2 separate regions of the Gossypium hirsutum genome follow, and region 2 is linked to region 1. A link is a contact called in public Hi-C data. All regions are on one chromosome and are shown on one strand. The core of a region is the stretch at or near the end of the contact, and the rest is flanking DNA. Distances in the headings are between cores, read along the strand shown.

Region 1 (4,293 bases), core at 998-3,497:
AGTATATATTGTTTCATTATTCCTTTCCAACTGTTGGTTCAGTATATCATTCAACGCGGGGGAACAGGCCTAGAGATACCCATTCAAAACTGGAAATTTAACTTTCATACAATTCTAACTGCTATAAACATGATAAAGAAGTTCCATTATTAGAGCCTAAAAGAGGCTCTAAATAAGTAGGAGAGCTATCTAACCTACATAGTTATCAGTCATCTATAAGATTAAGTGCTGTGCAGATACATTGCAGAAGGAAGGCGTGGACTGAGGATAACTTCAAGTGGGGTAGCCTTGGGCATGGTAATGCCTAACCCTTCACTCATATCCACTGTCTCACCAAAAGGTGTGGATAACTCGAACCCCTGTAGTATGCTGGCAATGGTCAAGTGTGTCATTTGCAATGCCAATGTGATCCCTGGACAAGATCGTCGCCCAGACCCAAATGGGATCAGCTCAAAATGTTGTCCCAGAACATCCACATCTGCATGGCTTGTAAGAAACCTTTCTGGTTCAAACACATCAGGATTTGACCAAACCTGAGGGTCCCGATGCAATTTCCACAGGTTCACAATCACACGAGTGCCCTTCCCAACGTGGTAGCCACCGATGCTACAATCTTCACTTGCCTCATGGGGAACTGATATCGGTCCTGGTGGGTATAGCCGCAATGTTTCCTTGACAACAGCCTGGAGATAGACTAGTTTCTCAATGTCAGAGTCTTGAACCCATTTGTCCCTGCCAACTTTGAGGTCTAGCTCCTCTTGAGCACACTTTAAGGCATGTCTGTTGTTCATCAAGTTTGACAATATCCATGTCAATGTAATGGATGTTGTGTCTGAGCCTGCTAAGAATAAATTCTACACCAGAAAATAAAAATTTCGACAACTTAGCTGGTTGAATGTAAATACTACATCAAAGGGATATCTTAAAAATGTCTAGCTAATGCCATAATGTACATCCTTTGAACTTTGTAAATAACATCCAATTTTCAACTGCTTAATCTTGACAGTAATAAGGGTTAGCTGAAATGTCATTTTCTTGTTTACAATTGTATGGTGCAAATCCTATGCTGAAATCCACTCGAAAGACCAAGTCAAACTGGGAAAGTTAAGGAAAATGAAGGTAGTATGGCGAAGAAGGGTCTGGTTTTGAGTCCAAAGAGTAGAAATAAAGAATATTACCATTACATTAGCCTTGATAATTGTTTCTCGAGAGTAGCCAAACATGGAATCCTCCTCAATTGCAGATAGCATTATGTCGATGAAATCCGGAGTGTTTTCTGGTTTTGCTTCACTCTTCAGCCTCTTTAGTTTATGCTCCTCCACCCATTCTCCAACAATGGAATCTATTTCTCTTGCAACACGCTTCATGGATTTCACTTGTCCCATGAACATGGAATCCATCCATCCTAGAAACGGTACTACTTCCGATGGAGATATAAGTCCAGAAACATACATGAAATCTTTGATAACTTTTGCCACATGTGCTGCTTCCTCATCATCTTCCCCATCGGTGGTGTCCCAGAAATATCTCTTGCCTGCCATCAATCTCATGATCGTATTCAAGGTCAGGGCTTCAAGTTTTTGACTAATGACCAACTTTGGGTTGGGATTTTGTTGGTTTAACATGCAAAACAAGTACAAATCTTTGATAAATGCGTTCACCTCGGAGATATGGACGTGCTTTAATGTCTCAAGCCTACGGGTAGAGAGAAGTTCAACCATGGCTAATTTTCGTACCTGGCGCCAATACTCTCCATAAGGAGCGAAGCCAAAGCCTGCATGATCGTAGCCGAGGTATATTCCCGCATTTGATCGTGGACGATTAGCTAATACCCTGTCGTTGGTAGTGAAGCACTCCTTGACTGCTTCATGATTGCTAATTATAAGGGCAGGGAACATTCCAAGCCGGAAAGTGAAGATAAGGCCATATTTATCAGCCATGACTGCCCAGGTATGAGCAAGGGTTCGTTGACCGCGAAGGAGCAGCATGTGCCCTATGAGTGGCAAGGCTCCTGAAGGTTCTGGGGCTAACACTAGGTGCTTACTTTGGTCGCCTGGAGTCCCTGGCCTCCATAGTTTGTAGAATAGTACCAATCCTAAAATCCCTGCAATTGCCGCTACAGAATATGAGAATTCCATTACTTGAGGTCTAAAGTGAGAGACAGGGATGAGGGTGGTAAGAATAGATTAACTGATTAAGGGTGATTTATTGCTTGGTTTTAGTAGGGGTGGAGCAATGCTTGCAAGTCATATCTGCTTGGGCCTTATGACAATTTCATTGGTTGATCGAAATGGCAGTATTTTATCTCAATCACACAAAAATGAAAAAAAAAAGAAAAAAAAAAAGAAGAATAAGAGAGCAAAAAGTAGGCAAACTTTGCTGCCAAACTCAATGCACACACTTTATTCATTAGATGTAAATAGATTTGGTCATCAAAGGCTGCACTCAACTATAGCAATCTAATTTTTAAACCAAATGTGCTTATTTTTCAAACCATAGCTGCTAAAAATAAAGAGATTAGTAAGTCAACAGACAAACAGTGGCCATCTTTATTCAAAATTTACATTAATCATTGAATTACCACTGCTACATTTCGAGTCGATAAAGATGACGAGGAAGGCGAGGAGTAAGGACAAGTTGAAGAGTTGTCTTGGGCATGACAGCACCTGTTCCTTCGCTGATATCTACTGGGGCATTGAAAGGTGTAGTTAAGTCAAATCCTTGAAGCAGGCGAGCAATCGTTAAGTGTGTCAGTTGCAATGCCAGAGTCATCCCGGGGCAAGACCGTCCACCGGAACAGAATGGAAGCTCGAAAATTTGTCCCAAAATGTCCACTTTTTCATGACTTCTAAGAAATCTTTAAGGCTGAAATTCCTCAGGGATCGACCACACTCGTGGGTCTCGATGCAACTTCCATAAGTTAACAAATAAACGAGTGCCCTTAGGGATGTGGTAGCCACTAGCACGACAGTCTTCCATTGCCTCGTGAGGAACTGATCTAGGGGCTGCTGGATATAGACGAAATGTTTCCTTAATGATGGCCTTGAGATATACCAATTTCTCGATATCAGAATCTTGCACCCATCTATCTCGACCGATTTCGAGGTCTAGTTCTTGTTGTCACGCTTCAAGGCATGTTTGTTGTTCATCAAGTTGGCTAAAATCCATGTCATTGTTACGGATGTGCTGTCACTTGCTGCTGCGATTAAAGTCTAAAATAAGTAAGACATAAATCGAGATCAGTGTGATAATTTATATATGAAATCCAGATTCATAGTTTTTCAAACATGTTTGGATAAATAAAAAGCCAACTACCTTTAAATTACACAATTAGTCACTAAAATAAAAAAAATTACAATTTGGTCATTAAATTATTTAAAAGTTTTCATTTAAGTCGCTAAGTTGTTAAAATTGATGTTATATAGCTTTCTTTGTTCGTCATGCCTGTGCCAATCAAAAGTTATCTTTCCACTTCTCTTCTACAATTTAATTTGTTTTTCATGAAATATTTTTGGATATCACGAATTAGTAAACCAAAATTCAAATAGCCTTTTTCTCCCATCTCCGACACTGATTGTTAAATCGACTTGGATCCAAGGTGTGCTCTTCTACTCATGATTGGTACTGATCCACTGTACCGATTGTCAAATCGTCGCTTGAAACTCTTTGGCAAAACTTTTTCTGAAATAAAAAAACTTTTGAATGATTCAGTGACTTAAATGAAAACTTTAAATTATTTAGTGACCAAATTATAATTTTTCTAGTTAAGTGACAAAACTAAAATTTACCCTTACTTTAATGATTAGTAATGTAGTTTACCCAATCAATTAACAATTAGTGAAGAAACACATCTTGAATATAACCAATGTGGGATAACAATAAATTTGACAAACTCCGAAGAAGCATTAGGCAAAACAATAGCCAATAAAAAAAATAGTTAACCATCCAATTACCTAAAACTAATAAACAATTAGTAGAGAGGACCAACTTGAATTTAAAGGCTATGTATGTAATTCTGTTGGTGTTTTTCAGCAAACAAAGGAGAAAAGAAGCTAAGAAAACGAATGCAAAGAGAATTGAATAAAAATGAAACCTCAAAAATTGATTTCATATTAAAATTTCATTAAGATAAAGACAAGTATATTACATGACAGTTTCCTAATACATAACTGCTCCCACTAATTACTTGACTAAAACAATGCTTGAATTACACACAAAAGATAGCTGACATATAAGCTATTACATCACATTGGAAATCATTGAAATCATCAACTAATATTACTAACTTTAAAT
Region 2 (4,373 bases), core at 1,487-3,986, 890 kb after region 1:
ATAAATGTAAACCATCAATTTATAAAATAACAACTCATATATATATACTTAATTAAAAGAAAAAAATCATTTAGTGAAATAATCTTTTTTAGATTGAAATAGAATTAAATTTATAGTAGTTAAAAAATTACATTTAAAAAAATTATTGAAATAGAATAAAATTGATGGATTTTGTAAATTTTGAGGGCTAAATGTATTGATTTTTTTTAGAATTCAATCTAAAATGAAAATTTTTGTGAACATTGATGGCTAAATTTGTTGAATATTTTATATTTAAGATCAAATTAATATAATGTGTAAATATTTAAAGGCTAATTTGTTATTAGACCAATAAAAAAGCCTATATAAACTTTTCGACACTCATCTAATGACAAAAAGTGACTAAAATATTTAATTTCAAAAAATTTAGTGAATAAATAAAAAAACTAATAATTTAGTGACCAAAATAAAATGAAGATAATAGTTTAATGATATTTTTATAATTTTCCTAAAAGTATTCATATTTTAAATATCAGATAATATGTTTTTCTCGTTAAAGTTATACATTTATGCTTCTAATATTATAAGAACAGATAAGATCAGCAGCAAGATTGACAAAGTAAAAGATCTTTTGACCCTACCAAAGCTAAAAGGGGCCAATGGTGTGGCGAAAGGAGTGCCATTTGCTCATTCGGTACCCCCAACCCAAAAAAAAAAAAAGAAAAAAGAGGGAAGCAAATTTCATGCCAATCCCAAATCTGGGTGATTACCTTCTCAGTTGAGAAATCAGAAGCCAACCAGAAGTGGCCACCCACTTCACCATTGGGACACTTCATCCACCCCTCTACCTTTCCCTAATTGCCCTTACCCATATGACAAAAGCCTAGGACAATAATTTCCCTTCTCTCTTATCTTCTTTCTCTCTCAAAAGCCAAATAAACTAACATAATACCTTATCCATTTCACTATCTTTCCTTTTCACTCCTGTCCCCTCATTATTACCCCTTTGCCCCCACTTCTCCATAATGCAGTTCAAAACCTCTCTCTTTATTTTTAAAAAATAATATCAGATTGATTTATTTACTTTTTAAAAATATAGTATTATATAATTTAACTAGAAGACAACACCCTCCGCAGCGTCACATCCAAACTTATTGCCACGCCATCCTCATTCCATCTTCTGAGTTGTACTCCAAATGGTTTTCCAACACGTGTTCCTTTCACCAGGGGAGGCCAATCTTTATTGAGATTTTCGACGGTCAGGATTTTTGTATATTTTTACTGAATTTTCAGATTCCGTGGTAAACACGTGATTAATGACCAAACTATGTGGTCGCCTTGTACGCAATGTGTATTAGCCGCGTTACACGAAATATTTATTAATTTTTCGTCTCACGATACACACCAAATAATTAAAAAAAGAAAAAGGTTAATTGAGGGTAAAATAAGAAAATAATGTTGATTATAACTAAAGATTACAAATATTCCTCGCATTATTATCTATTCCTGTTTTCGTTTATCGTCGTCTGTCAAAATCAAAATTATTATCTCGTACGGACAAACAAACGGCCGTTCACTGTTACGTCGAACCCAACGTGACGGCACTGCACGATGTTGACGGGATGTACCGCCGAGGGGGTCAATGAGCTGGAGCTCGCCGGGATTTGGTTCGTCGTTCGACGGTACGAACCGAACCATTTGTTTTGCATGTAACGGTTTTTCCTCCATGGAGGGAGGGTTAGTTCTTTGCTCTTCAACGATCTTTTTACCGAATCGCTCATGACCTTGACGATCATTTTCAATTCCTCGTTTCTTCCCACGAAAACCCTAGGCAAATGTTGTAACAGCCTCGAGTACTCGGTCGTCGGCCTGGCGATCTCGAACTCGGAAGCGAAATCGAGATCAATGAGGTACCGGTTTTGGCCCGTGCGTGCTGCGGATTGCACCACGTCTATGAACTCGTAGTTTCCGGCAATTAGGCCTCCAGAGGAGCTCCATTTGGTCTTGCATATCGCCGCATTGTGGCCTACCTCGCGAAGATAAGCCATTACTTTACGCCTGAAAATTGCTTTATCTGTTTTGAAAAAAGAAAGCATCTCCATTGCTCTCAGAACGTGAGCCATAAGCAGATTCCTGTAAGAATCCGTGTTGTTAAGAGAGGTTGACTTGATGATGATCTCAAGCGAATCGGTAAAGTCAAGGTTTGAGTCGACTCGATCTGAGTCAGAGTTGTAACTCGTTTGTTCAGCTGCATCGTGGTCGTCTTCCAGAAAACTGTGAACAAGCTCCGAGAGGCAAGGCGAATCATCATCTTCAACGACAACGGCGGCAGAATGTTCGCTTCCGCTACTGTCGTAACTGACGCCGACGAGACGAGCCTTGACTCGGTCGTCGAGCGGGTCAGTAACTCGTTTAACTCTTTTATCAGAACGAGCCATTAAAGAATTTCTATACGACAAACTCGGGTTTGTGTTTTAAGGGGTATTGGTGTTGACTAGTTTTGATTTAAATAGGAGAGACGGGAAAGAACATAGGGATATGTGAGGGACATAAAAAAGGGAAACCCAGCTTGATTTTTTTTTTTCTGGTAAGAAAGTGAATAAATTATATTTACGGGGGAATTTTAAGTCGAATATTCCAATAAATTGCTGTGTTTGCATCATATCAGATTGTGCCTTTTGATATTCGAGTTTAAATGGATAACCGAGCCTTAATATTAATTCTTTTATATATGAAAAGCAACTTTCATTTGAATTTTTAATTAATACCCTATCAGTTAATTCAGTACTATATATTTTTTATTTTATATTCTTGTGATTGTCTTTCAAATCCAATTATATATGAATCAGTATTATTTTAAATCGCACTAATGTTATTATACATAGTTAATATGTACTTTCCTTTTCAATTTATTTATTAATATTTAGTTGGTATTTAATTTTTTTTATCTAATTAAATATTTAAATTTAGAATCGATTACATTTTAATATCTCTGCCTTAACGTCATTAGAAAATGATAATGTGGCATTGACAACAATCACACGTAATTGATGTTAGCCTCACATTATGATACATGATGAACATAAATAAAAATAATAAAAAATTTAAAAATATATAAATTAATAATAAAAAGTATACATTATTATTGTTTAGATTCATCTAAATTTAACAATTATTTGTCCATATTTATTATATATTTATTATTAGTTTGATATATTTTACTTTCTTTTATAAAATTTCACTTTTATATTATTATTTTGAAATAAAAATATAAAAAATGAATTAATAAAAAGTATTAAAAATTTTCTCATGAACCTAGACAACAATATGTTGAGATTCATTCTAGATGTGTTTTTTTAACAATTTTATTTATTTACTTAAAATATCATGTTTTCATATTATTATTTTCAAATTAAAAAATATGTAAATTTTAATAAAATTGGAAAATATACAAATATTTTAGAAATAAAGTATAAAACTTTGTTTTACATCAAGAAATAATATGGACAAATAGTTGTTCAGAGTACAATGAAGGGCAAATAACCAAAAAAGGCCATTTTTTTTCAAAATTTACCGAAATGGGCCGGTTTTTTAATTATTTACCGAAATGGGCCATTTTCCGCGAAATTGCGTCCACGTCAGCGCGATGTCAGGGTACGCGCAGGAAATCGGGTCCACGTCAGCGTGATTTGTTGACGTGGAAGGAAATCGCGCCCTCTAGGACGCGATTTGCTGACGTGGCATGAACAGTGTGTTTTTAGCTTGGAAAACTTTGAAAGGCCATAACTTTTGGCTCAGTTGTCCGATTGAGACAAAATTTTTTTTGATTTCGAATAACTTTTTGAGATCTACGCGCTGGAAAATTTCTTAGAGATGAATAGGGACTAATTTGTAAAGTATAATTTGTTAGTTACGAGTATAGGGACTAAAGTGTAATTATTTCAAAATTAGCACGAAATTTTTTTATTTAAGAATATTTGAATGTTATGGAAGGATGAAATTTAATTTTAATTGAAAAACGAAGCTTAGATTTGAAAATATGACTATTTAGGTTTTAGGGACTAAATTGAATAAAATGAAAAATTTTAGGGAACTTCTCAAAAGTGGAATGAGCTGACTTATACCTATAACAGGATGATATAAGACAATTTTGTAAAAAAATATCCGGTGTTTACTTCAAATAAATGAGGAAAATAACGATTTGAATGTTTCAAAATTCAATTTTAAACCGAAAAAATCAAAATTTAGGGGCAAAAAAGGATCTTTTTCAACGAAAACTTAAGCAAACCGCCTTCGGCAGTTTTCCAACGCGTAGATCTCGAAAAGTTATTCGAAATCAAAAAAAATTTTGTCTCAATCGGACAACCGAGCCAAAAGTTATGGCCTTTCAAAGT

Evidence for each region. A called contact is a pair of places that touch in the nucleus more often than the background predicts.
Region 2: a contact with region 1 is called in a Hi-C map of leaf, with 3 times the contacts expected there. The contact joins the promoter of LOC107933949 here to the promoter of LOC107954674 in region 1. A contact is called at or near these places in 3 of 34 Hi-C or Micro-C datasets (hypocotyl and leaf).

What each region holds. Positions count from the first base shown.
Region 1 is chrD07:31,444,734-31,449,026 of Gossypium_hirsutum_v2.1, forward strand. It overlaps LOC107954674 (cytochrome P450 CYP82D47), which reads right to left and starts at 2,248. Exons shown (of 2, transcript XM_016890301.2): 1 at 1,179-2,248; 2 at 50-854. The coding sequence starts at 2,138. The coding sequence ends at 222.
Region 2 is chrD07:32,338,460-32,342,832 of Gossypium_hirsutum_v2.1, forward strand. LOC107933949 reads right to left here and starts at 2,737. Exons shown (of 1, transcript XM_016866270.2): 1 at 1,425-2,737. The coding sequence starts at 2,417. The coding sequence ends at 1,524.